Regions from separate parts of the Mus musculus genome. Here all the other regions are linked to region 4. Evidence: chromatin contacts called from public HiChIP or PLAC-seq and Micro-C data. All regions are on one chromosome and are shown on one strand. The core of a region is the stretch at or near the end of the contact, and the rest is flanking DNA. Distances in the headings are between cores, read along the strand shown.

Region 1 (7,034 bases), core at 3,813-6,312, 460 kb after region 4:
CCCGAGCTGGAAGAGTTTAGCTTGCTGTCATGGTGGTTAGGGAGCCAGACACTTCCAGTCCAGCTACTCTGGAGACAGGGGAGGAGTCTGTTGAGCCCAGGAGTTTAGAGCCAGCTCAAGCAACACTGAGACTCCATCTCAAACAAGCAAAAAGCCACTAGCTGTCACAAACACAAAGAGGAAAACATAAACTATGTAGTGGAGGGGTGAGGCTTACAGTTCAACTAGAGGTCTCTGAATTTGTTCTTAACAAAAATGTACGGAAAGTTCAAGTCTCACACTGTGAGAGATGACAGAGACGGGATCTTCCGACATTAGGATGGAACTAGTTTTGTTTAGGTCCAATGGGAAGAAAGTTCAAACAGTTGCCGGGAGCAGCTGGGTCTTTGTACTGCCCTGATTAATTAGGATAGTCTGCTCACAGGCTCCTTATATTTTTGGTTGTGAGCCTAGCCTCTAACGGCTGAGTCATCTCTCCAGCCCCAAGAAGGGCTTCTTAACTGTGATACAGTTGAAGATGAGAGATGGTAGCCAGTGAGACAGTCCCTTAGAGAATGAAACCCGGGAGTGTCTATGTGAACATTGAATGCTTTAGTTTGAGTATGTGTGTCCCTCTGTAGTGCAATGAAATCAGGGGAACCTGTGGGAGGTGACTGGGCCTTGCAGGCTTCTCTCTAGTGGGGGAGGGGGAAACCATTATAAAACAAGGAAAGAGGAAACCATTTACTTCACCCTAGGGAAGGAAGGCTCTCTGCCTAACTCAGGGAAGTTTGCTTCAGGCAGAGGTGGTTCTGTCCACCTGAGTCTGACCCAACCAGACACGGGGCAAAGTTCTTACGCATCTTCTTCATGCAGACTTGCTCTGTAGATCAGCATGAGAAGAAACACCCTGACTCCAGTTCTCAGAAATATGTTGCAAAAGATGGAGGACCATGTCCATAAAGGAAAAGTTGACGTCTGAAGGTATGGTCCAAAGCAATGAGGCTCACTGTGCCCTGGAGATGAATTATGTCCCTCCCAAAAGGGCTATGGAGGAAAGCCGAAAACCCTAAAACTCCTAAAGACCCCATCTGTCTCCTGCCTGTTTGCTCTGAATATCACTCAAAGGCCAAAACTGACCCAGGCATGTCTATTAGAGACACTGCAGGGTGGGGGCAGGGTGAGGATGTCGAAACAGCCAAAGATAACCACGTGAGCAGAAAGCAGCTAGACTCAAAAAGCGTGAAAAGATTGCTGTACACCATGCCAAGGGCAAAAATGAAGCAGGAAGGACCAGCCTTGAGAGACCAACAGGCATAAAAAATAATGAGCCAGAAGAGGGTGGAGGATGGCTGCCCTGTCGTGTGGTGTGTGTGTGTGTGTATAGTGTGTGCATGTGTTCAGGTGTTTTTCTAGGAATGGGAAATTCAAGTGCAGCTTAACATTAGCTTCAGTGTAAAAACTAGATTTTTGTATAGCCAATGAGATTTAAGAAGCCTTCTGGAGAGCCTTGGTATGGTTGTGCTTTATTGCAGAGGCAGGAGTATTGTAGAATGGCTGTGGGGGCCCTATGCCCCTCCAGCAAACAAAAACAGACCAAAAAAAGGGGCTCTGAAGGTGAGGTGAGACGGCAGAGTGGGTAAAGGCACCAGCCCGCCAAGCCTGACAAACTTGAGTTGGATATCTCAGACCTACATGATAGAGGGCGAAATCCAACTCCCCGAAAATTCTCTGCCACACCCACACTGTAGGACTTCCGCTCTTCCGGATACCCGGAAGCTCTTGTGACTTAGCCAGCAATTTTTAAGGGTCCAGGGATCGGCTATGAATCATTGAGCAATCACTGCAGTTGGTGTTGGAGCACTAAGGTCTTCCAGGCTTCCTCATGTTACTGGGATTTCTGTCTTTGCCAGTCAGTTGCCAGAAAGTGGTGGCATTCCTTCCCAGTATATCTGCCATCCCACAACTGCATCATCTGACCTTCGTAAGGACATAGTCCAGCCCACTTGATAAGGACGCCAGGCTCCAAGGGTTGATGCTTTTAACCCAAAGGACATGGGAAATGACTATTTAGCATGTGGGTCCTCTTCGGGAGACCAGAGAAGGAAGAACAGCAATTTAAGCCTTTACCTAAGTGCTTTATTTTCCACGACTAAACCACGGACGCTTATTCCAATCTTAGGTCCCTGAGGGGCCAGAGGTCTCACCATGCAAACAGACCCAAGACTTAAAGAAAGGCTGTTAGTGCCTGGATGGAGGGGCATATCTGCTTTCCATATTCCGGGCCCACCTTAGTGAAAAAACACAGACGTTTTTAGCCTGTGATGTCAGGGTTGAGTGATGGAATGTGGGAAATGAGGAGGCTCTGGAACGCTGCAGTAAGAATCCCATCTTTCCTGGACCTTGCTGGAGCCATGCTGCAGGATGGCACAGAGAACGGCTCAGAGCGTCAGCCCTCGCTCCTCGAACAGCTGCTTTAGTGCCTCTTCCAGTTGCTGGTTTGTCCCTTGAAGCCCTTTTACCACCTGGGCTGCCCACTCGAAGTACTCCTGGACTCGGTGTTCTGACCATCCTGCACCAGAGTGGACAGAAACCTGCTTGTGTGGTGTCAAGGGCAGCATCGGCTTTTGCCTGTTTCCTGGCAGGCTTTGGTACAAGGCCGTGAGTTGCGATGGCATGATCTGACAACTTCTCCATGACCCAGCAACTCTGTTCCCACCTTAGGGAAGAAGACTATTCTAGGAGGTTGTACTGGCTAATTTTGTGTCAACTTGACACAGCTGGAGTTATCACGGAGAAAGGAGCTTCTGTTGAGGAAATGCCTCCATGAGATCCAACTTGCTTCTTGGTCATGATGTTTGTGCAGGAATAGAAACCCTGACTAAGACAAATTGGTACCAGGAGTGGGGTATTCCTGTGACAATCTGACCATGTTTTGGGGAGGACTGTGGAAGGACTTTGGAACTTTGGGCTTGAAGATCCATCCGTTGTTAAGAGCTCTGTCGGATGTCATGTAGGAGCTTGGAAGATAATGTTGAGAACACTGCAGAAGATGGAGCTCTGGTTTGTGAAATTTCAGAGGGAAAATTAAAGACTCTTTTCAGGGCCATTGCTGTTTTGTTTGTGAAGATTCTGTAGTTCTGGTTAGCTGGGGCTGAAGAATCAGCTGTGATTAACAAGATACCAGAACTACCAAGCAAAAACTTTGCATTACTGGGACTATTGATGCTGGTTAGCTGGAGCTAAGAAATTAGCGGTGATTAAGAAGAGACCAGCATCATTGAGGTGACATCTTCTGGGAAGTGTTTTCTGAAAGCACAAAGAGGCAGTGTTCCAGAGATGGCCAAGGATGTACTCCTGCTGCAGTGGGACTTGGTAATATGTAAGGGTCACCCAGGTGGTACTGGTTTTGAAGGCATGAAGGGGTCACGCAAAGCAGCTGAGGTTCGGTACTGTGAGAGGCCATGGAAGGCCATTGGTGAAGGTGCAGCCTCAGTTGCAATTGAAGGCCCAGGACTGAAGGGGTCATGCAGTGTTTTGGAGATGCCAGTACCATGAGATGACCACCAAGAGCAGCAGCAGCAGTGGGGTACAGGCATCTGGAGCCTAGAGGACGATGCGTGTGCTACAAAGGGCCTGGCTGGAGAAGTTACCCAAGCCCTTGGAGGAGCCCAGAAGATCGTGAGTTGGATCCCAGACATTGGACGGTTGGAGATTGACTTTTGCTTTTGATTGTGACTGTGCCCTGATATTTTCCCTCTTGAAGGAAGAAACTGTTTTAGTGGAGCCCACAGTTAAGAGACTTTTAATTGTAAAAAGACTTTGGATTTTAAAAGAGATGGATATTTTAAAGAGATTGAAATTTTAAGAATATGTAAAGGCTGTGGGACTTTTAAAGTTATTTAGATCTTGGGGATGAATAAGATTGTAAGGGTTGAGGCTTACTAGTGATGTTTTTGTGTGTCAAGTTGACAAGGGGTCAATTGTACTGGCTAATTTTGTGTCAACTTGACACAGCTGGAGTTATCACGGAGAAAGGAGCTTCTGTTGAGGAAATGCCTCCATGAGATCCAACTTGCTTCTTGGTCATGATGTTTGTGCAGGAATAGAAACCCTGACTAAGACAGAGGTTTAGTCGGAGGTGTTACGACCACCCCTCCCCACTCTACCCCCCGACTTATTTCTGGGAATCTAACCAACCTGTATTTTCAGAAGCTGGCCATCCCCTCCCCCTCTCTCCTCAGAGCCAGTAGGAGAGCATACCTGTAGGGGTGCAGCGATTCAGGTCCCTCAGATTGTATAGCTTGTCTGCCAGCTTCACCAGTTTGGCCCCTGGGCTGCTGTGTGGTGCCTGCTCCACCTGTTGCCGCTTTCTTTCCAGTTTGGGCAGAGTCTTGTCATCTGTTACCTCCTCCACCAAGCGTCGAACCTGTGCTCCAAAGTGCAGCTCTACCTCATCCAGGGTAGTATCTGTGTCTTCTACTGTGTCATGGAGCAGGGCGGCCTGGGGATAGGTTACCATTCAGCCCAGTGACACTAACCTACTAGCCAAATAAATAGCACCCATTGTTCAACAGTACTCTGGTTTCCCGCACCAGCCTCCTGGCAGAGAAGGGTAGCCTTACCTGTAACACCACAATATCAGTGATTCCAGCCTCATGGGTTAGGATCCGGGCTACACCTGGCAGGGGCAAAGCAGAAGTCAGTCTAGAAGGAGCCAGATGTAGCACCTCACCAGCTGGATGACCTTGGAAAGTCCCTTACCCTCTTGGGATATCGACTGTACCAAGGGAGCACTCCTGCCTTCTACCCCAGGTGAGGCTTACACGCATAACGCATGAAAAGTGGTTGATACAACGCTTGGGACTCGAAGAAGGCGCTCAGTAATTTATATGCGCTTTGTGTTCCCGTCCCAGTTAGTCCCCACCCGCCACGGGCCGCGAGGGCTGCTTCCCAACTGGCGCGCCCACCGATGGGGTGATTAATGTAGGGAGTCCCTTCAGGATCTTTTCGTCGCTGCTGTCGGTGTTTGTGAGCGGCGAAGTCAGCAGCCTCCAGCAGCTGAGCTGCCTCCGAGCCCATTGCGCTGGTGGCGCGAGGGACTGAAGCTTCGGAGTCCGAACAAATCACCTATAGCGCCGCCTGGCGCTTCGGAGGCTCGGAGAACGGAACTATTTCTAACAAGCTGTAATTCATTCATCCCCCCTCCCCCAACGTGTGTGCGCGTGCGTGTGGATTATAGAGGCTATAAGTCTCCACCTTAGTTTTTGGAGACAAAGACTCTCCTTGAACCTGTAGCCCAGGTATTTAGCAAGACTAGCTACCGAACGAGTTTCAAGGAGTCTCCTGTCTCTGCCTCCACAGTACAACAGGCGTAGGTTGCCATCCCCAGCTTTTTTACCTGGCTATTGCAATAATCTGAAAGAATGCAAGTCCTTATTCTTGTGCAGCAAGCACTTTACCCACTGAACCATCATCCCATTCTCAACGGAGGTTCTTTAAAGACCGAGATCCTGGATATAGAAGTTTTCAACAATCACAGCGGCTGGTGCAGCGTTCTCCCCACCATGCCCCAGGACGTAGTAGAACTAACAGTCTTTGCAGAAAAGGGAGACAAAACCAAAAGTGATAGTTTCACAGAGTGCTGGGTACAGAGCTGGAAGGCACGGGTGGCCGTGGGATCGTGGGGGGAAAGCCCATTTTATCTAGCCTGGGAGGCAGAGACAGCGTCTTCCACGAGAAAAAGGCCATCTACAGCCTGGCACAACACCCAGACCGTTTTCAACGTGCTCCAAACATCGCTCTCCTCACAGGGTCAGTCTCTGTTATCTTGGGCATCTGAACCTAACATCTTGGCCCTAGAGATGCTAGGATTTGACCTGGAGAGTTGGATCTTGCTTAATTGCTTCAGATGTGGGCTCCTGGGACACAACACTGTTTCTACAGAAACCGTTTGCATTCATCTCTTGAATCATGAGGGAGCCTGCTTCAGTCCCCAGACCTCTGCTCTGGGCCCTTGAGGTAGTGAGTCTTGTCCCCGCGGTTTCAGGAGCATAGTGTTGCCTAGCTTGGGTAGGCACTGGAACAATCCTTCTCTCTTTACCGGCCATCGAGCTTTGGATCTTCTGGAGAAATCCCGTCTTGGCGTTGGCAGCTCTGAAGTATGAGGGATAAGCAAGACCTTGGCATCTCCCCAAAGGGTTCTGAGAAGTGGAGACAGCCAGCTGCTAAGTGTATTCCACCAGGCAGGTAGCTTTTGTGTCTGGGCTGGCAGCTGGGGAGATAAGGCTCAGGGGAAAGCCTAATGACTGGACTCTCTGACAGGCTTGGTGGTTGCCATGGCGCTGCAGTTACAGAGGGATGCCCCACAGGCTGAACAGAGGTCTCTGGGGTCTAAAATGGAATAATCCATATCCCCCAAGGTGTCCGTGCAGCCTAGAAATTGAGGAATGGGTAGATAGAAACACAGTTGGCTTCACACGCTCATTTCATTTCTTTCTTTCTTCTTTCCTTTCTTTCTTTCTTTCTTCCTTTTTGACAATGGCTCAACTTTTTCTCTCCTGGCATTCCTTTCCTCCCTTCTGCTTAGGAAATCATAGGCAGTTTAGAGCCAAAGGCCTCACATTTCCCAGCAGATGATAGGACCCAATCACTCTCATCTCTCCACAAGCTTATAATAGAGGAGTTTTCACCCCTGCAAATCTTGGGACTTTAATTTCAGCTTCCTTCTTGTCTGTAGCCAGGGCTTAGAACCCCTGTTGGATTCCTAGGACTACGACTGAGGTGGAGGCGACTTCTTATGGGCCTCCAGGGGAGAGGTCCAGGGCTCCTGCTGACAGGCCTGTGTGGGGGACTGCTTTTCAGTTGGATGAATCTTGCCCAGCCAACCGACCTCTCAGGTATAATACTTTCCCTATCCTCTGAGGGTGACTTGGGGTACGGGAGATCTGATGGTGAGGGGTGGAGAGAGCCTCCTCTTCTCTTCTCTTTGGGACTTGGACCCCATTTTGCACTTTGAGCAGGGTGAAGGGGATGTGGGTAACCTCCCTTCTCTA
Region 2 (7,354 bases), core at 596-3,095, 270 kb before region 4:
AATTTCCTCAGCTACAACGGAGGAAACTGAGGCCACAAGAGGACAGCTGACCAAGGTCATGCTGTCCCAGGAGGGATTAGACTCGGGGCCCAGAAGAGCTCCCTTCAGAAGCAGGTGACCAACACAGCCCTGAGAGTAGTAATGACGGCACTGTTGCTTTTCCTGGCTGCTGACCTCATGGAAAAGGTTTCTGAGGGTCAGGGCCTCCTCTGGTTGCACTCACTTGTGGCTGTCAGAAGCACGTCTGCCCTGGCCTGGGGAGATCCCAGACACTGGCAGAAAGCACAGTTCACCAGGTAGATCAACTCAGTAGTAGAGCCCTGCCCTCTAACTCCAGAGAGTGCCTGGGCGTTTCCACCCAGCTGACTCCAGGTCTGATGGCAGGATCCAGCGCAGGGCCCTCGGGAGGGCAGAGAGCCATGCCGGCCCCTCTCCCTCACCTGTACAGCTGCAGGGTGTGACGGTTGCCTTGATGAGTGATCTCGTATTTTGGCAAGCCACAGTAACGGTCCAGTTCTATGTCATCCTTGTACCAGGTCACCTCTGGCTCTGGGTATCCTGACAAGGAAGCAAGAGATTGAATAATAGTAGGTGAGATCCAAAGTAGTGGGAGGAGACGCAGAGGCAAGGGCTTCGAGCTGTCTGAAGAGACTGGACGGTTCCAGTGCCCCGGGCCCTCCGGAGGCACTGTCCCTGTCACTCAGCTCAGCTTCAGAAAGTAGGATCTGTCAAAGCAGAAAGCATTCTCCCCTCTGACTGAAAGGATGAGAACTAGGGGGAAGAGACTTCTTAGCTTTCAACTAGAAGAGAGATCTTTTATTTATTCACTTATTTGTTTATTTATTCATTTATTGGTCTCTTTGAAACTGGGTTTCTCTGTGTAGCCCTGGCTATCCTGGAACTCACTCTGTAGACCAGGCTGGCTTCAAATTCACAGGGATCCACCTGCCTCTGCCTCCAGAGTGCTGAGATTAAAGGCACATGACACCATCACTTGGCTTATTATTATTATTATTAAGACAGGGTCTTTCTATATAGGCCTTGCTGTCCTGGAACCATGTAGACTAGGCTGGCCTTGAACTCACAGAGCCCTGCCTGCCTCTGCCTCTGAGTGCTGGGATAGAGATGTGCGCCACTGCACCTGAGCCTGCAGAAGCCGTCTGTGGAGCTTTTTATGCCTTGTCTTCCATCTCTACTCCTGTTTCCTCTGCTACACTTGAACTGTCCGTCGAAGTCAACTGTGACGTGCACATTGCTAAATCGCTCGTTGATCCTTAGGCCTGACTGCCTACTTCCTAGACTGGCTTTAGCTGCTCAAGGAGCAGCAAGGACCCCCTGCTGTTGCAACCTCTAGTCCAGCCCTCTCCTCTCAACTCCAGACTGTACATTGACTTCATATCTGCACTTGACGGCCTAGCAGGCCACAGGTGTGACCCATCCGACTCCTTATCCGTATCCCAAGCCTATTCACACACAGCTCAGTAAGGGGACAACCCATCCCCCAGTGTGGCTCAGGCCACAGCCCCGAGTCCTCCTTTTTCCTTTCTTCTCACACTCACCCTGTCAGATAGTCCTACAGGCTCACCCTTGGGAGCAGACCCAGGATCTGACCATTTCCTGTCACATCCTAGTCCCCACCACTTTCATGCCCCACTTGGGTCCCAGGGAGACCTTCCTTGATGGCCTCGCTGCCCCTGTCGTGGCCTCTCTTCAATTGGAAACGCCACAAGCAGAGTGTGACTTCAGATCCATCTACTCTCAGCCACACTCAGAGCACCCCAGGAGCCCCACCTCACACAGGCACACACAGTCTGCACCCTGTCGCTGTGGCAGTGACCTGATCTCATCTCCCTCTCCCATTTGTGAGCCGCACCCCCGCCTCAGTCTTGCTGGCTCACACTAACAGCCCAGGAGGCCACATCCTGCGCCACTCTGCTTCCTGTCTAACTCCTCACAGAGGCCTTCCAACAGCCTGTGCGAGCCTGTGGCTCTCTCCCCTCAGCCTTGCTGTCCTCCCTCGTCTTGCATCTTTCTTCCTAGAGCACACTGCCATGAGACACACTGAGCTTGTTAATTTGTGTGTGTCCTGTCTGTCACAGTGTGCCCATCACAGAATATCGAATATTGGCTTCGTGACAGCGGGGACTTATCTGTGTTCGTCAATGCTGCATCCCCAGTTCCTAGAATAGTGCCTGGTAATGCAATCCACAATAAGTAAATATTTACCAATGAATACATCAACTGTATGGAGAACTATGGTCCAGAGAAAGAAGCGAGCTCCTTGGCTGGGGATTTGGTCTTGGATCAAGTAATACTGAAGGCATGGGTGCATACCCCCAGTCACCAGCCCCTCCCCTTCCCGCCACTAATCACACCTTAGCTTAGCTCCTTGGCCATCTCTCCTACTAGACCCAAGACTCAAGTGGGCAGGAGCCATCCTGTGTTCACTACCGTATCTCTATCGCCTGCACCAGTGCCTGCATAGCGGTTCCTCCATAACCCCCTGTCAGAGGAGCAAGCAAAGGAGTAAGGAACAGGAAACAAACCCACGGGAGCCCCATCCGAGGCATATGAGGAAGGGCAAAGGGCAAGCAAGGGAAGTCGAACATCAGCGGGGAGCAGGGGAGGCAGGGCTACAGCCGGCTGGGCCAGGAACAAACTGGGCTGTGCTGGCTGTAAACTGAGCCCTGTGTTTCCACTGTGCGCTAAAGCCCTGGGTTACATCACTGTGCGTGTGGCTAGGGCAAGCACAGGTGCTCTCACCATCTTGTGGGATGATCTCACCCACCAGGGCCTTGGAGTCTTCTGCCTCATGACCTGCCCGGGAGGGACATCCTCAGCCTGCAGTCCAAGAGAGGCTGGAGTGGGGCAAAGGCCTGGGACAAGGAGGGGAACAGGGAGTGGCCTACACAGCTGAGCCTGAGCCACAGGAACACCCCATAATTCTGCCAATAATGGGGATCAGGGCTTCATAGCAAGAGTGGCTTTGAAGCTGGGCGGTGGTGGTGCACGCCTTTAATTCCAGCACTTGGGAGGCAGAGGCAGGCTGATTTCTGAGTTCAAGGACAGCCTGGTCTACAAAGTGAGTTCCAGGACAGCCAGGGCTGCACAGAGAAACCCTGTCTTGAAAAACAAAACAAAACAAAACAAAACAAAACAAAACAAAACAAATGGCTTTGAAAACAAGATTATTTGTAACGTGCTGGTTACTTCCTGGGTGATGGTTACTATGTTATATAAATACACAAAAGCTCAAGAGGATTATGTCCTTAACTCAGCTCCACACATACTTCCATGCATGGTACACATATGCAAACACACACGCAAACAGAGGGAGAGGGAGAGGGAGAGGGAGAGGGAGAGGGAGAGGGAGAGGGAGAGGGAGAGGGAGAGGGAGAGGGAGAGGGAGAGGGAGAGGGAAAGGGAGGGAGAGGGAGGGAGGGAGGGAGGGGAAAAGAGAGAGAGAGAGAGAGAATGAACTCTGGGAGAGTTCAAAATAGAACCTGAGCCTGTAGCTTTCCCCTGCCCCTTCACAGCCTATGGTCTGCTGCACAGCTAGCAGGCTCACCTAGGGAACCCAACTTGGACACCCACTGTCTTTTCCAGTCACTCCTAATTTAAAGAAACTCAGAGTCAGACAAATAGGAGTTTAGAGTTTTAAGAGAACTAACTGTCAGATATGGAATTTTCCCTGGTTCCTCTGAACTCAAATTGCTCACATTTATTGAGGAAGACTTAACTGTGTGCCAGAAGCCAAGAGACAGTCCTCACGCATGTCCCATCTACTCTCAGATCAGAATGCTCCTAAGGATGTAGTCACAATCCCCAGTACAAGACATCGAGACCCACACCCAAGGTTTAGAGCTCTTGCTGCACTTGCAGAAGCCTGGAGTTCAGTTCCCAGACCCCACGCAGTCCTGCAAAACCACCTGAAACTCCAGTTCCAGAGACTCTGGCGCCCTCTTCAGGCCTCCTAGGGCGCTGCTACACACATGCTATACATAATATTCTGGAGCATACATGCATTAAAACAGTTAAAGGCTTTTTTAAGTAAGGGAAATGAAAAGGAAATTAAGGCTCATGAGTTAAGACTTCTACAAAAGTCACCAGTGAGGAAGCAGAAGGGCCCAGACTCCAATCCCTCTCTGCTATGCAGTGAGCGCTGTGATTCCTGCTTCACACAGGAGAAAAGCAAGCCCCACCGGAGCTAAGGGAATTACTACCCAGGGCTACATGGCTGTCAAATGACATAGAAACTTCCCTTCTCTAGCATTCTTCCCAATGAGGACTCTAGGGCCAGTGTATAACATTTTGCACCTAAAAGTCCTCATATTAGACTTATTTGCCCAAAATAGGATTCTTTCTCTTTTCTTTCTTTCTTTCATTCAATAAATGTGGTTCTTATCACAGATTAGGTCCCTGGCTTCAACCTACCTACCTCTGATGTTTTCTTCTTCTGCCTTAGCATGTGAATAAGCACATACGTGCACATACACACCCCAATACAGAATGCACCCCAGAACTGAAGAGAGTAGATGGGGAGGCCACCACACTGGGCAGAGATGAGCAGTCTCAGACAGTAACATTCCAGCCTAAAGAGGCCTGCAGGAGCCAGGAGTCAGATGGCCCAGCCACTGTCTGTCCCCACAGTGAGTGAAAGAATGCTGTAGGTCTTGTGTTCCTGCTCCAGGTCCGCAGGGGTTTCCCTCCCAGAACAGCCAGTTCCCTGTTCTCCTGCTACAGCTAAATCTTCCTCCCCGAGACAAAGTTCCAACCATAAGGAAAACATCATCTTCGCCTGGCAAGGTCCCAGAGTCGGGGCTGACACATCCTACCTCTGTTGGGGGAGGGAATGCTTCTCCCAGGGAGGAAGAACAACTGCCTCCGCTAAGACAAGCAGAGACAGCAGCAGCCTTACACAAAGGCCAGTCTCAGCCACTGATCAGCCAAGAACACCTCTAGACTGAGATCGAATGTCTAACGCTGTCTCCCCAGTTCCTGGCACCCTCCTGTTTCCCTTCCCCCTTTCCCACAACCCACTCTTGGTGATACCATGGTGACCTCTTTCTAATCTGCTACAGAAAACTGAATGAACTCAGATCTGGGATCCATGTGGGATGAGGAGGGAACAACAGCGACTGGAGATGTGGATATTGTGGCTGCCCAGAGCCCTGACAACTGCACAGACTCAATTGGTAGGTGCGCCTCAGTAGGAGACCATGGCTGGGCATCATGAGATACAGGGATAAGACAAAGAAACAAACAAACAACAACAACAACGTTGCTCCTGAAGTCCATGACATGGATTTGCTGGTGAAGGTGCTTCCTACCCAAGCCTGCAACCCAAGTCCCATCCCTGGGACCCACATGATGGAAGGACAGAACCAACTCCCAAATCATTCTCTGACATTCACACTATGGCATGTGGCACAAACACACACACATACATACATTTAAAAATAGTTATTCCTTTGGGCTCAGGGTTTTAAAACACTTGCTGTGTGAGCCTAATGACCTGAGCTCAAACCCTAGCATCCAGGATGGAAGGCGAGAACTGACTCCTGAAAGTTGTCCTCTGACCGCCACACATGTGCTTCAGTATGTCTGCCCCCATGCTCACATACATATCACACACATACATGTACTGCCTGGTTTTATGTGCCAACTTGACACAAGCTGGAGTTATCACAGAGAAAGAAACCTCCCTTGAGGAAATGCCTCCATGAGACCCAGATGTAAGGCATTTTCTCAATTAGTGATCAAAGTGTGAGTGGTGCCATCCCTGGGCTGGTAGGCGTGGGTTTTATAAGAAAGCAAGCTGAGCAAGCCAGGGGAAGCAAGCCAGTAAGTAACATCCCTCCATGGCCTCTGCATCAACTCCTACCTCCAAGTTCCTGCCCTGTGTGAGTTCCTGTCCTGACTTCCTTTGGTGATGAACAACAATGTGGAAGTGTAAGCTGAGTAAATCCTTTCCTCCCCAACTTGCTTCTTGGTCATGATGTTTTGTGCAGGAATAGAAACCATGACTAAGATAATACACATACACACACACATACCATATATACCATACACACATATCATACACACATGCACACATACATACACATGCACACACATATCATACACACATCATGCCACATACATGCATGCACACATACATACCATACACACAGATACACACACATAGCACAGTACACATATCACACACACACCACAGTACACACATATCACACACACTAAGAATAATAATTCCTCAATTGCTTCTTTGGGTTGAGCTTGAGGCGGAAAAGACTCCCATGGGGAGATTGAGAGCATTCAATAAAACGTCCCAAGATTCTGTACACCAAACTGGAGTCTGGCAAGTCCACACTGATTCTGAGAAACCATGGCGCCCCATGCCTGCTTTCCCTGAGGCTCCTCATACAGGTCCCCACAGCAGATACTGCCACTGCCCCACCCGAGCTGCTGCTGAGATGAGCCAAGTGGAAAAGATACTAATTTTGTCATCAACATGGCCAGGGGTCAGGGAGGTCCTGTGGCAAGTGAGTACTGTGGCAGTTCCTGAGAGGCACAAGCAAGTCCCACATGCACCCTGTCCTTACAAATCTCACGATCCCAGAGGAAAAAAATATGGCAAAGTAACTGAGCGACGGAGGATGAAGCAGGGACTCTCCTGGAAGTGCTGAGGCTGGCCCAGAAGTTGGGGAGAGGAGGCATCGGCCAGACACAGCAGCAGTGGCCTCTAGGTAGCAGAATGGACATGCAAAACAGAGGAGAAGGGGAGACATGAGACAGAGAGACAGACACAGAGATGGACACAGACAGATACACCGACACAGAGAGAGACAGAGAGATGGGGTTCAGGGGAGACAGGGAGAACAGAAAACAAGAAAAATAGGACTTTGTAAAGTCCCAAAACTTTGTAAACAGGAAGGATAGAGGCACATAGGAGGTGAAGCACAGTCAGAGCCACGCTCAGGACCTGAGTCAGAAGTGGCAGAAACTGACAACTAGCCAGAAAACCCCCCATAGGGCACAAGACTGGTGACGGGTGGAGAGGGAAGAGGGGAGGCTAAAATGTTTTTAAAAACACAGTCTCAAAAAAACAAAAAACAAAACAAAACAAAACAAAAAAACCCAACCAAATAAACAACACAATGCTGGTCCTGGTGGTGTGTGCACACCTGAAATTGCTGCACTCAGAAGCCGGAGGGAGATCTCCAGTTGGAGGCCAGCCTGGGCTACGCATTAGCACCCTGTCCTAAAACAAAAACTTGTGAGTGTGGATGGGGTGCACCCTTAATCTCAGCACTCAGGAGGGATTGATAATTGTTAATTACTATTAATGGCAATA
Region 3 (6,837 bases), core at 3,241-5,740, 350 kb before region 4:
AAGCTGACTGATTCAATGCAGCTTCTCTCAGCTTTGGACTGAACTGCTCTGCTTGGTTTCAAACTAACTCTGACAATATGTTCTAATCGTCTGGCTCCTTCTTATTCTCTGGCTCACCCTGTCTTCACTTGCAACCTGTCTCTGTAAAAGTGTCCCAGTAAAACCGCCTCCCCCACCCCGTCTCTCCCTGCACTGCTGTCACGTAGCCTCTTCCTCTACTTAAAGGTGTGTCATTCCAGCCAGGTCACACAGACCTAGAAGGTCTTTGGATGTGATCCACTGCCAGAGCAGCCATGTTGCTGGATTAAAATTCCTCTACAAGAACTGAGTTGGGATGGATGAAGCAGCTAGCCCATCCCTACCTCTGCGTAGCTTCTGTGCGGTAAAGGAGTATAACCCCTATCTCCTATTTTTGAATACCTACAGGGACAGGGAACTCACCACTGCAAGGCAGCCTGTCTCACTCCTGTATTAGGGAATTGGCCTCTTTCAACAGCACGGAGGCACTGGGTCTGTCTCTATAAATCACACTGGACAAGTACTCCAGCAAGATCATAAACCACCACCAGCTCTGAGGGGGTGGGGCACTTCCAGAACACACAGTCTCACTGCTCCCGAGATAGATGAACAGCCGTCCCTCCACTTAGCTACTCACCACACTGAAATCAGAATCAACCATCTAACTAACTAACAAGGAGCAAATAGCCTGTTCTTTTAAGGATTTGTTTATTTGTTTTGTGTCAATGGGCGTTTTGCTACACGTATGCAAGTGGAGCATGCGAGCCTGGTGCCTGTGGAGGCAAGCAGAGAGCCTCAGATGTCCTGAGACGGGAGTCACAGATGATTGTGAGCTGCCATGTGGGTGCTGGGAACAGAATGTGGGTTCTCTGTTAAGAGCAACCGACGCTCTCCCCCACTGAGCCATCCTGAGAATGGTCTCTGGAAATTGATGCTTCTCAGAGTAGTGCAGTAAGGTGGGAAAGTGCCCACAAAATTGCGTGAAGAGCAGGACTGTAACTATGGGAAACACAAACACCAAATTGCCCAGAAGATGTCCAGAAAGGGCCCCTGATTGTCAGTACACTGGCTGTCCCTAGGAAGGGCCCCTGACTGTCAGCACACTGGCTGTCCCCAGGAAGGGCCCCTGACTGTCAGCACACTGGCTGTCTCCAGGAAGGGCCCCTGACTGTCAGCACACTGGCTGTCTCCGGGGAGCTGGGTTTGAAGTGATTTTCTTTCTTGGTGCTTTTTGATATCTTTCAATAGGTCCATAACTCTATACTATTTAAAAAAAAAACAGAAAAGCAAAATAGATCTTTTCTCCTTAAATTTTGCAGTAAGCCAATAGCAGTTTTTAGATTTTAAGTAGAAAGTTCTATGATGCAGCTCGGGCAGAGTGTTTGTCTAACCATGCAGGGAGCACTGGGTTCCGTCACCAGTTACTACGTGAGCTGGGAAGGAGGGTACAGTCCTGTAAATCTAGCACTCTGGGTGGAAGGATCAGAAATTCAAGGGCATCCTTGGTTATGTAGTAGCCTAGAAACATGAGACTCTGCTTTTAAAGGGCAGGGTGGGGAGATGGGGGAGGGAGAGATGCCTTCATAGTTAAGAATTCTTGCTGTCTTGCAGAGGACCTGAGTTCAGTTCCCTGCCCCACATCAGGCAGCTTGAGGTAGATGCCCTTCTCTGGACATGGTGACATATGCCTTTAGTCTCAGCAGAGGCAGGCAAATCTCTGTGAGTTTAAGACCAGCCTAATGTATAGAGTGAATTCCAGGCTATTCAGAGCTACACAGTGAGGCCCCTGCCTCAAGCGGGAGTAGGGAGAGAACGGGAGGTGAGGTTACATGGGCTCAGGCTAATAAAGGCAGAGGGCATCTGTTCTCAGGGAACAGACAGGAATCCATGAAGCTGAAGGCCTGGAGCTTCAGGCCCTGAAACCCTCCTTCTTTGTCTAAACCCCACTTGTTTCTCCTTACTCAGAAGCAGAAACCGCCTAGGGTGTGAAAATGAAGTCCCTCACGAAGGCTTGGTCCTCAGCTGCCTCAGAGCCTGGAGGGAGCTGCACTCACCAATGAGTCAATCCATCTCCACTGACTGTGAGGAAAACCTGGCTGGGAGAAGTAGGTCACTGGGGCATGCCTGTACATCTTACACCCAGACTCTTCTTTTCTGTCTCTCTGCGTCCCTGACTGCCCTGAGGTGGACTGAGGTGGACAGAACCATTCTACCACACCGCCTCTGCAATGATCCATCTCAACACAAGCCCACAGAGATGGGGCAAAGTGGGTGGAAACCTCTAAAGGCATGATCATAAGTAAAATACATCTCCATTTTTCAACTCTCTCTGGGGCACTTTGTCCTAGTAACAGAAAGCTCGCTTGCACACCATGCGAACGAACCATCAAGAGGCCCAACTCCTCTTCCCTGCCACCAGCACTAGATGGCAAGCCCAGCACCCTGATCCCTCCTGGAGGAGGGCAGTCGGGGTGGTGCCCTCTTGGAACTTTCAGGGCTTCAGTTGTCTCCTCCCTGGCAGCTCAGCACCATCGTGGACACTGCCACGCCTGAAATAGGAGGTTTCTCCGTCTGCCAGTCTAGACCCTGACCTCTTCCTTCAGCTTGAAGAGTACACCCAGCTTGTAAGCTTGGATTTTAGGGGGGACACACATTCCAGAGCCATATGGCCACAGCCTCAAATCCCACAGTGGCCGTTCCTGCTCTTGATGGAGATGCAGGACTTCTGCATGCAGGCAGTGAAGCTGGTGCTGGTTCATCCCACACCAGCCTATTGTAGCTCCCCCAGCCCTGCGTCCAGGAGCACAGTCAGGAATGCCTTCCATCTCAGCCACCCAGGCCTCCCTCCACCCTCTACAAATAGGACATGAGCACACCACCTTGCAGAATGGTATTTAGTGAGAAAGGAAACAAAGGAGAGATTTCTGGTCTGTTTTGGTTTGGGGGGGTTGTTTGTTTGTTTGTTTTTGTTTTGTTTTTTGTTTTGTTTTTTTGGTTCTTCAAGACGAGGTTTCTCTGTATAGCCTTGGCTGTCCTGGAACTCACTCTGTAGACCAGGCTGTCCTCAAACTCAGAGATCCACCTGCCTCTGCCTCACGAGTGCTGAGATTAAAGGAGTACACCACCACTGCCCACCTTCTGATCTTAATATGGTCACTTTTCAGCACCATGCTAAGTGTTTTCTGACCATTTTCATCTATCCTTTGTGGCCAGGTAAACAGTACGTCTGTTCATTTACAGATATGGAAACTAAGCAACAGAGTCGCTTTGATCCTGAGTACAGGATCTTGCAAATCCTTGTTTCCCTTGAGGGGCAAATCAATAGGAAACATGAGTGACCAACTCCTGAATGTTACCATGACCAGCCTGGGTTCAAGACCTCTGCACTGAGAGACCAGCTTGTTTGGATTTGCAGAGAAAGTTGGTATCTATCCTAGAGCCTTTGGAACAACAGCATAATTGGAAATGTATGTGGAGGTCATAATGAAATGATTCAGTCAAGTGACACTTGGTGCTGTGTGACAAAAGAGAAGACCTAGGCTGGCACTGTCCAATACAAACTCAACAGAGACCATATCTGTAATTTCACTCCTGCTACATTCTTTAGATTCAGTCTTGTGTAGCCCAGGCTAACCTCAACGTTGCTATGCAGTTGATGGTGACCTCAAGTTTGTGGTCCTTCTTCTTTACCTCCCAGGTGATGGGCCTACATAGCATGTAACACCACCCAGAAAAGCACCAACACGGTTACTGTGGCCAGCAGTCACATGTTTAAAAGTGCAAAGAAAGCCAGGCTGGGGGTACCAGTCTGTAACACTGACTATTTGGGAGGCAGAAGCAGGAGGTCACCAGTTCAAGGGCGGTCTAAGTAACTTAGTTAGACATTAAGAAAAAAAGGGGGGACTTAGCTCAGTGGTACAGGGCTTGCCTAGCATTTGGGATTGAGGCCCTGGGTTTGCTCTTGAGCAGTGAAGAAAGAATACTGGACACCTCATCTTAAACTGCCCATGTTTCAAGTACTCAGGAGTTCATGGCTACTGTGTTGGACAGGTCCTGCTACTATCCAAATACCTGCAATAGAAAGGATGTGGCCAAGGGTCAGAGGCTGAGCCACAAAGAGAAATCTGTGGACTGAGGGGACCATTGAGATGGCTCAGTAGGTAAGAGCACTTGTCATAACAAGCCCTGGTTCAATCCCCAGAACCCACGGTGGAGGGAGAGAACTGACTCCCTCCTACCCACACAAGCGTGCCTCTGACACGTGTGCCCCTGTGCTCATACACAAGCAATATAGTAAAAACGCTTTGGAAATAAAGAGACCATGAACTGGGAGTGTGGCTCAATGGCTTGCCTAGCATATATGGGGTCCTGAGTTTAAAAGCCAGCTGTACAAAACAAAGGAAAAGAACCTGGGAGGCTCCTTGGGAAGGCAGTGACAGCTAAGGCCCGGCAGGGGGCAGAAGAGAGCCTCTCTGCAGCCAGGGACAGAAGAAGTAGAGCGGAAGGTCCCTCTGTTAGGTGCTTTCCCAGACCCTGCTATGGCTGCCGCCTGGGGCTTTCCCTCTGTAGATCAGACTGGCCTCAAACTCAGAGATCTGCCAACCTCTGCCTCCCAAGAGCTGGAATCAAAGGTGTGTGCCACCACCTCCTTTGGCTTTATTTTATTTCTTTTAGTGTGGTAAGATACCTCCTTGCCTTTTAAGTCCCAGTTAATGACTAGAGGTGTCTGCAAAGCTCATGTGTCTAGAAAGAACACGGGGTGATTTTTAAAACAGATCACAAGGCCCAGAGCAAAGTTAAGATGTTTAAAGACCTTAAGATATGCAGGTAGCGTGTATATATGTCACTATTAAACCGTTTTACCAACAAAGTTTGGGGTTTCAAATTTCCTATGTTTAGGGTTTTTTTCTTTGATTTTTGAGGCAAAATAGCCTTCAGTTCTACATATAGTTAATGACCAAGGACTTCTGATCTTCCTGCCTATGCCTCCCAAGTGCTAGGATTACAGCTCTTTTTATTTTATTTTTTAAAAGATTTTAAAATTTATTTTTATTATATGTAAGTACACTGTAGCTGTCTTCAGACACCCCAGAAGAGGGCATCAGATCTCATTACAGATGGTTGTAAGCCACCATGTGGTTGCTGGGATTTGAACTTTGGACCTTCAGAAGAGCAGTCAGGTGCTCTTACCCACTGAGCCATCTCACCAGCCCCTGAGCTCTTTTTAAAAAATGAAATTGGGGCTGGAGAGATGACTTAGTGGTAAAGAGCAGTGACTGCTCTTCCAGAGATCCTGAGTTCAATTCCTGGCAACTGCATGGTGGCTCACAACCATCTGTAATGGGATCTGATGCCCTCTTTTGGTGTGTCTGAAGACAGCTACAGTGTATGTAAGATACATAAAATAAATAAATAATTTCAAGAAAAAGTAATATAAATAATATAAATAAATAATTTCAAGAAAAAAAAGAAAAAGAAAAAATGTGTACACATACACACACACAAGTAAATTTTTTCTCTGCCTATGTGAATTTAGGGTCCAATTTGTAATACTGGATTGGCCCATGAGAGGATTATGATATACATCATTTAGGAGGGCAGATCCCCAGGGAAAGCCTATGGAAAACTGAGCATGAAATTTGGAGTCAGATCTGGGTTCAGATCCTGGCTTTAACCATTAATTTATTCTCTGAGCCTCAATTTGCTTATCTATAAAACGGGGATATTAAAGCACCCAGCATAGTGCCTGATACATAATATGAGCTTAGTAAATGGAATTCTGGGAATCTGACCCAGGGGCCATTTGAAAAGTGTAGCCAGCTCTCTTTAAGCTCTGACATTTCTTAGCCCTCCTTTTCTCTCTCCCTTCCCCCTCTCTTCAAGTGGCCATGGCCAGCCTCTCTCTCCTTCTACCTTCTCCCCCCCCCCCCCGCCTTTCTACAATAAAACTCTAAAACCATTAAAAAAAAAAAAAAAAAAAAAAAAGGTCTAACCAAGTAGTTTAGCCCAGCAAGCCTGCCTTGCTCAGGCAAAGCTGGGCTTTGAGACAGAGAGGGGACATCCCATGACTGCTGTGATTAGGAGCTTGTGGGGCTTCCAGAAAGGCAGTTTCAGGGCTTTGGCATAGCCCAGCAGAGAAAAGTTCTACCTACCCCAAAGGAGATGTAGGCGCCCAGGAGGCTGCCAGCAATAGTAGCATAGCCTCCAGTCATGACAACGTGAACTTCAGAGAGTGTCATATCTGCCAGATAGGGCCGGATCAGCAGTGGAGCTTCAGTCTACAAAGAGTCAGAAGGCAAGCAGTGAGCTGCCGCGGTGGCGGCTGGGTGATGGTCACAGGTTTTTTGTTTGTTTGTTTTGTTTTGTTTTGTTTTGTTTTGTTTTGAGACAGGTCATGGTTCTTGATGAAGAATCTCAGAGGAGACAGAGGGTGGGTTTCTAGTCAGCTGAGCCTCTCTGGGCCCCATTGTCCTCCCTCCTCTGTGATAGGACCTGCATACCACCACCCTACCCTACCCGTGTGTGTTGACACTTACCGTGCTCCTCACACCCAGGCACCTCCCCCTCTGTGCTTACAACCTAAGACAGAAAGGACTCTTATTTTCCAGGGAAGCAAACAGAGGCCTGGGAAGGGATGCAAGCCCGATCTGCACAAAGGGGCTGAGCCTTCACTGGGCATTTGCTTTGGGGCTTGTGTAGAAGTCTGGGCTACTCTTTATCTAATCCAGCTATGGAGCCCTAGCATTCTTGGTACTGCTTTGCAGGACGGGGAGATGGGCGTATGATGGTTAATCTTCATGTTCAACGTGACTGGGCTTA
Region 4 (6,509 bases), core at 483-2,982:
CCTACCCCAGGTTTCGAACTTGCAGTGAGGACTTCTGCCTCTGCCCCAAGAGTACTAAGATGACTGGTGTAGTGCAGCTGCTTATAGATTGTAAGTTATCTTCTTCCTTTAGGAGCTCAGGGCTATGGGTGTAGCTTAGTGGCAGAGGGCTTGACTAGCGCATGTCAGGGCATGGGCTGTATCCTAAGCACTATATAAAGTTCTTAACTTTTCATTTATTTATCTTGACACACAGACACACTCTCTACACATTTCTGGCTGTCCTGGAACTCACTATGTAGACCAGGCTGGCCTTGAACTCACCGAGATCTGCCTGCTATTGTCTCCTGAGTGCTGGGATTAAAGTCGTGCCTCAACATGCCCAACTAAGAAGAAAGTTTGTAAGGAAAGAGCTAGTAAATTGAAAATGGCTGGAACAAAGAGCCTGGAATTGGGTTGTAAAGGTGCCCACCTGGCATGGGAAAGTACACAAACTGCACTGTGAAGGGAGTAACAGGAAAAATTACATCTATGACAAGAACTCGGAAGCTGGGTGTGGTGGCACATGCTTTTAGTTCTAGCAATCAGGAGGAAGAGACAGGTGGATCTTCAAGGGTAGCCTTGCCTATTTAGTGGGCTCCAGGACAGCCAGAACTACATAGTGAGACTTGTCCCCCTTCCCAAAGAACTCCGTACTTTGGAAAGAGCATGCTGGCAATCATGATGATCTGGTTGGCACAAGTGAGAATAGAGATTATGATGATCAAAAAAGTGTTATCACAGGTGGGGACAGAAACAAAACTAGATGCTTCAGAAATAGAGGTGAGTCGAGGAACCTGGGGTGTGTGTGTGACTGGTGATGGAACACTTCCAGAGAGTGGGGCAGGAACAGGATCAACGTTTGACAGGTTTTAGTGTCTGTGAGAGGTCCAAAAATGCACGTTAGATAGTTTGGAACTACTGAGGGGCTTCTAGATGGTCTGGATTGTAAGTAGAAGCCATCAACTGTTTATGGTGAGGGTAAGAGTCCTGAGAATGGGACTTTTACTTTATTATTATTATTATTATTATTATTATTATTATTATTATTAGAGCCAGTGATTCACTCCAATCCAGGCTGGTTCAGAATAGAATTCGGTTGAATACTGGCACTTTAAAAGATCACAAGGGTAAAGAGACGAGGCATCCTTATTAATAGGGTCAAGATAACCCCCCTAAGATCTTGCAGATTGTAAAGAGCTGATAAACAGCTCTTCCGCGTGAGCATCGTCATCCCCCAGTTTAAGAGATTGAGCAGTTCTATTCTTTAGCACTGTTGGGGAGAACAGAGGTCAGATTGACAGAATGTAGCAGAGAGTAGGAGTGGGAGTCTTTCCTGACAGTGGGTCCTACTTGCTTCCAATAATCACACTCTGGGCCACTTGCAACGGCTCCTTGAAGGAGCCGCGGTGCAGAGGGGGTTAACTCAGTTGTCAGGAGAAGGCAGGCGCCTAAAAACATTTGGATTTCAAGCTGTAGACATTGGCGGCCTTTTAGTCAGAGCCGCAGATAGGGCGACAGCGGAGGAGTGTCGGGACAACGGACCAAGCCGGCCTAGGGACTCGCTACAGCACCCCGCCTCCTCGCTTCCGCAAGTGGAGAGCGAAGAGGGCAGGGGCGGGTCCTGTAATACTGACCACGCCCCTTCCGCTCGCTCCGGGGAGCGCAGCTGGGCGTGGACTCAAGGGCGGGGTCTGCGGGGCGGGACCTGCAGGGTGGGGCCGATGGCGCGGGGCGGGGCTCTGAGGACAGCGACAGCCCGCGCACTGGGCAGGAGTTACTGCTGCTACGGTCGCCCGCGTCTTCAAGGTCTCTGCGCTTCCTCACCGGAGACCTGGACTCGGCCGCCATGTCCGCCGCGGAGGAGGTTGATGGCCTGGGTGTGGTCCGGCCGCACTATGGCTGTGAGTGCCGAGGGCTTGGGGGTGCGCGGGCGAGGGACCAAGCTCGGGTTTTCCCAGGGGCTCAGCCGGGCGGGTGCGCCGGGTGGCTTGGGACCGCACGGACCCGGAAGAGCAGCTGGCTGTATGGCTGGTAGCAAGGTTGGCGCCCGAGCCTTCTCGAGCTCCGGAGGCGGCGGGTAGAAACCTGGAGGCCTCTGCCTTCGCTAGGCGCTGCGGCAGGGGAGCCCCACCCAGCTCCTCCACCGGTTAGTTCTACTGAGATTGGGGAAGACGGCCTAGGGTGAGGTGGCAGGAGAACTGACTGTGCAGGGCGTGTCCTGGGCACTGGACCCAGGGGTTCTGCTCGGGCGTGGTGGGAAGGTGCTGCCCGGATTGCTGCCTGCGAGGGTGACCCAGGGCGCAGACCCGCGCAGCCTCAGGCTAGCTGCGAGGTGCAGTTTTAGGCAAGCAGCTTATGCTTTCTCCTGCTGGGTTCTTTCTTTAGCATTTCAAAAGTAAAATTAAAACATAAACACACCCAAACCGGCTCCCCCCACTTCCTCATTTTCTGTGACTATCCCTGCAACCTTAGTAAACTAACCAGCTGTACGTGGGATAGTAGTTACAAGAGGATCCCTTTGAGTCCCAGGTTTAGATTTTATGTTTTGGGAAAAGTACTTTCTTAAAGGATACTTTAACACATCCAGTTATGCATTGGATAGTGTTATAATGTGTGCTACGTTTGTGAAATTAGGGATGAAAAAGATCAAACAGTGCCTTCAAAACCTGTCCGAGAAAGAGACAGGTGTACAGAGATTGATAATTAGATGAGGGGTTGGGAATTTAGCCCAGTGGTAGAGTGCTTGCTTAGCAAGTGCAAGTCCTCAGCTCCAAGAAAAAAACCAATAAGGTGCAATAAAGATAAACGATGCATGAACTAACTCTAACTGGGTATAAAGAGTAATGGGGGTGAAGAGAAGGGACTTAACAAGGCCATGGGAAGGTAGGTGCTGACTTTTAAACAGAGGCTTGGAGGATGCAGTGTGGGGCAGGGTGAGCAAGACATGACTTTGAGAGGGCAGACACAAACTAAATATGGTATTGGAGAACATAGGGTTACTGTACGTGGAAAACCGAGGGCATCGAAGTGCAGAGGTGGAATTGAAAGGGAGAGGAGAAAAGTAAAAAGGATTTCCCGAAGTAGCCCAGGCTAGAGTGAGAATAGCTCTGATTGCCTTCCCAAGGAGTTATCCCTTGGGAAGACAGTGGAGAAGGCAGATGGCTACAAGGTAAAGTCCACAGGCCCTGGAGTCAGGTGGGCTGCAAAGGCCCTTGATTAGCCCTCTGACTGAGTTCTTCCAGCCTCAGTATCCTCAGCTGTCAAATAGTGGTGATCACAGGATGGGTCTGGGCTAGAGTAGGAGCATGTGTGTAAACTGTGTAGTCCAGGAGCTTCGGTTATGAAGAGAGGGGAGAGTGTGACCAACAAGGATAGACTATAGTTGATGCCTCTTGAAGCTACAAGAAAATGTAGTACATATATATTTAAAACACTTAAAATTTTGGTTCCTTGATAATTTCTTTTTTAAAGATTTATTTATTTATTTTATGTATATGAGTACACTGTAGCTGTACAGATGGTTGTGAGCCTTCATGTGGTTGTTGGAAATTGATTTTTTTAGGACCTCTGCTCGCTCTGATCAACCCCTCACTCAGGCCCAAAGATTTATTTATTATTATAAATAAGTACACTGTAGCTGTCTTCAAACGCACCAGAAGAGGATGTTAGATCTCATTATGGGTGGTTGTGAGCCACCATGTTGTTGCTGGGATTTGAACTCAGAACCTTTGGAAGAGCAGACAGTGCTCTTACCCGCTGAGCCATCTTGCCAGCCCCACATAGCATGTGTTTTTTTTTTTTTTTTTTTTTTTTAAAGATTTATTTATTTATTTATTTTATGTGAGTACACTGTAGCTGTCTTCAGACACACCAGAAGAGGGCATCAGATCCCATTATAGATGGCTGTGAGCCACCATGTGGTTGCTGGGAACTGAACTCAGGACCTCTGCAAGAGCAGTTTTGACTCTTGACCACTGAGTCTACTCCTTGAGAATTTCATAATATAAAAAATGAAATGTGATCATATCTATCTCCTATCTCTTCCCTCCAGTGATTTATCTGAAACTGTATCTCACTGTATAATTCTGGCTGACCTGAACTTACTGTTTAAGACAGTCTGGCCTTGGACTCAGAAATCTGCCTGCCTCTGCCTTCCAAATGCTGGGATTACAGGCTTGTGTTATCACACCTGGATCTTTTTCTTTAAGGAAATTCTTTTATGTGTTTGGGTGATTTACTGGCTTGCATAATGTCTGTGCACCATGTGTGTACCTGGTACCTGCAGAGCCCAGAAGAGAATGTCTGATTCTCTGAAACTGGAGTTATAACTCATGAGCCTTCCTGTGGTGTGCATGCTGGGAATTGAACCTAGGTCCTCTGTAAGAACAGCCAATCCTCTTAACTGCTGAGCCATCTCTCCAGCCCCTAGGCTCTCTAAAATAAAAAATAAAAAAACCCCACTAAGTTCAGCTAGTGCTGTCCCTGTGTGTATGCGTATCTTGACTGTCCATCGGGCATGGGCAGCTAGCTAACCAGTGGCCTCTTTCCCATATGTACATAAAGAAATGATTTTATATGTATGAGTGCATGCATGTATGTATGTGCAGGACATACATACCTGGTGTCCTGGAAGGTCAGAAACAGGGCATTGGATCCCCTTGAACTAGAATTACAGATGCTTGTGAGCAGCCTATAGGTGTTAGAAACCCAGGTCAACAAGTGCTCTTAACTGCTGACATGTCTCTATGACCCCTTACCACCCCCCACATATAATATATAATATATAATATATAATATATAATATATAATATATAATATATAATATAATATATAATATATAATATATAATATATAATAATGTGTATGTGTGTGTATATATATATATATGTGTGTATATATGGTAAGATGAATGTAGTTGAAACCATATGGTTTGTTTTTAGGAAAATCATTTGTAGTGCCCCTGGCTACCCATATATCCACTAGTTAGCCTGCCTTTCTAGGTGACTAGCAGCAATTTGATGGTGGTGGCCTTCATTTATTGCTGAGGAAAGTTACAGAGCTTGGTGTTTACACTCTTTCCTTTCTGTTTTAGCCGTCCTGGATAATGAGAGGCTCACTGCAGAGGAGATGGATGAGCGGAGACGGCAGAACGTGGCTTATGAATACCTTTGTCATCTGGAAGAAGCAAAGAGGTATGGAGGGACTAGTTGGAGAGTGGCCTGGGAGAAGGAGCTGATGTGCTGTGCCTTTAAAAGAGTTGTTTTCATTTCTGTGTATGGTTTCTGGTATCCATGTATGGCTGCCAGTGGAGGTTAGAAGGCCTTAGATCTCCCTGGGGCTGGAGTTACAGTCACCTGATGTGGGTGGTGGCAGCCCAGCTCTGGTCCTCTGAAAGAGCAGCAAGTGTTCCTAACTGCCGAGCTGTCTACCCAGCCTCCACAGGTGGCTCTCTGTGTGCATTATGTTTTAGGTAAGAGTGTTGGCGGCTGGCAGTTGAAAGGGTAAGTAGGTAGGATAAGTGTAGAGTGTTTATTCATGGGAACAAGTGGGCCGTGGTGGGTTATGATGAAACACTCTGTCGAACACTTGTGCCTGCTGAAAGATCTCCACAGTTGTGTTTTTCAGCCTTTCTGTTTGTAGTGGTTGTTTTGGGTACTGCCAGCTGTCAGAAATAACGTTTTAAGTTAGGGTTTGATGTTCTTGATCTTCTCAGTGGTTCCTAATTCTTCAGGGTTTTGGTTTGTGTATTGAGCCCCATCTCCTGGTGACTCATGGAGTGGGTATTAGGTTTAGGGGGCTGGTAAGGGTGGAGCTGAAAGGGGCTGAGGACATACCTGAGTGGTAAAGTACTTGTTGAGTGCTCAAGGTCCTGGGAGACACCCAGTGCCAGAAGAAAACTGCAGAACCTTCTTACGAGGGTCATGCCGTAGCTATAGATCTGTCCACCAGCAGCATGGCGAGGCCTTTCCGCAAACTCAATGCTGCCACACATTTTTTTTTTTTGAGATGGGAATCTCAGCCCTAGGCTGGCCTCAAACTCATCCTGCTGCTGAGGCTTCTCTGGTCCTCCCACTAGCATCTCCCAAGTGCTGAGATTACAGGCATGCGCCACCACACCCATCTCCTCTGCATTCTTTATGAGGAGGATACTCAGCTGCTGTTTATCTTCTCCAGATATCTCAAGACCTTGTGATCTTAATTTTAGGGTGTCAGTTTGTTATCAGTGGTTCCTTTTGTTGTGTTGCTTACATTTCTTTGCAAGGTTCCAGAGCAGATAAACACAATTATAGGTCGTGTACACTGAAGAATAATGGGAGATAATTGTCATCCAGGCTTAGTGAAAACCAGGGATGTTTTAGATGATTAAAACAAGAGTGGAAATTTGATTTGATTGTCAAGAGCTGGCCAGGAAAGTTGGCAGTAAATATGAGCTCCTAGGCCCAAGAAGCCCTTCAGAGCTCCCTTTTCTTTAAAGATGACAAAAACTG

What was found. Hi-C and Micro-C count contacts between places; a contact is called where the count stands out from the background. HiChIP or PLAC-seq counts read pairs in DNA pulled down with a chosen protein or histone mark.
Region 1: a contact with region 4 is called in a Micro-C map of muscle stem cells, with 5 times the contacts expected there. The contact joins the promoter of Hddc3 here to the promoter of Iqgap1 in region 4. A contact is called at or near these places in 3 of 39 promoter capture datasets (hippocampal neurons, liver and pre-B cells), 1 of 484 Hi-C or Micro-C datasets (muscle stem cells), 1 of 115 datasets of contacts at active chromatin or transcription factors (astrocytes) and 2 of 9 other capture datasets (adipose tissue and liver).
Region 2: an H3K27ac HiChIP or PLAC-seq map of double positive thymocytes shows a contact between it and region 4, with 3 times the contacts expected there. The contact joins the enhancer-like site here to the promoter of Iqgap1 in region 4. A contact is called at or near these places in 6 of 115 datasets of contacts at active chromatin or transcription factors (bone marrow-derived macrophages, double positive thymocytes, embryonic stem cells and 2 more) and 1 of 9 other capture datasets (liver).
Region 3: an H3K4me3 HiChIP or PLAC-seq map of bone marrow-derived macrophages shows a contact between it and region 4, with 4 times the contacts expected there. The contact joins the enhancer-like site here to the promoter of Iqgap1 in region 4. A contact is called at or near these places in 2 of 39 promoter capture datasets (hippocampal neurons and pre-B cells), 1 of 15 datasets of contacts at CTCF or cohesin (the NIH/3T3 cell line), 7 of 115 datasets of contacts at active chromatin or transcription factors (astrocytes, bone marrow-derived macrophages, differentiating embryonic stem cells and 3 more) and 1 of 9 other capture datasets (macrophages).

What each region holds. Positions count from the first base shown.
Region 1 is chr7:80,341,165-80,348,198 of GRCm38.p6, reverse strand. Hddc3 (HD domain containing 3) reads right to left here and starts at 5,062. Exons shown (of 4, transcript NM_026812.2): 1 at 4,950-5,062; 2 at 4,605-4,660; 3 at 4,243-4,483; 4 at 2,102-2,551. The coding sequence starts at 5,061. The coding sequence ends at 2,421. It also overlaps the pseudogene Gm18310.
Region 2 is chr7:81,070,077-81,077,430 of GRCm38.p6, reverse strand. It overlaps Alpk3 (alpha-kinase 3), which reads right to left. Exons shown (of 14, transcript NM_054085.2): 4 at 441-558. Among named protein-coding and RNA genes, the nearest start is that of Alpk3, 16 kb to the right of the region's middle. Within about 2 kb of position 1,845, at least 100 of the 459 cell types and tissues checked have an H3K27ac peak or open chromatin away from gene starts, as enhancers often do. A contact at or near this core is called in bone marrow-derived macrophages, double positive thymocytes, embryonic stem cells and 2 more, where this site is marked.
Region 3 is chr7:81,152,859-81,159,695 of GRCm38.p6, reverse strand. Slc28a1 (solute carrier family 28 (sodium-coupled nucleoside transporter), member 1) reads right to left here. Exons shown (of 18, transcript NM_001004184.3): 11 at 6,171-6,296. Among named protein-coding and RNA genes, the nearest start is that of Slc28a1, 41 kb to the right of the region's middle. Within about 2 kb of position 4,490, at least 81 of the 459 cell types and tissues checked have an H3K27ac peak or open chromatin away from gene starts, as enhancers often do. A contact at or near this core is called in bone marrow-derived macrophages, differentiating embryonic stem cells and memory CD8 T cells, where this site is marked.
Region 4 is chr7:80,798,554-80,805,062 of GRCm38.p6, reverse strand. Iqgap1 (IQ motif containing GTPase activating protein 1) reads left to right here and starts at 1,732. Exons shown (of 38, transcript NM_016721.2): 1 at 1,732-1,922; 2 at 5,114-5,213. The coding sequence starts at 1,868.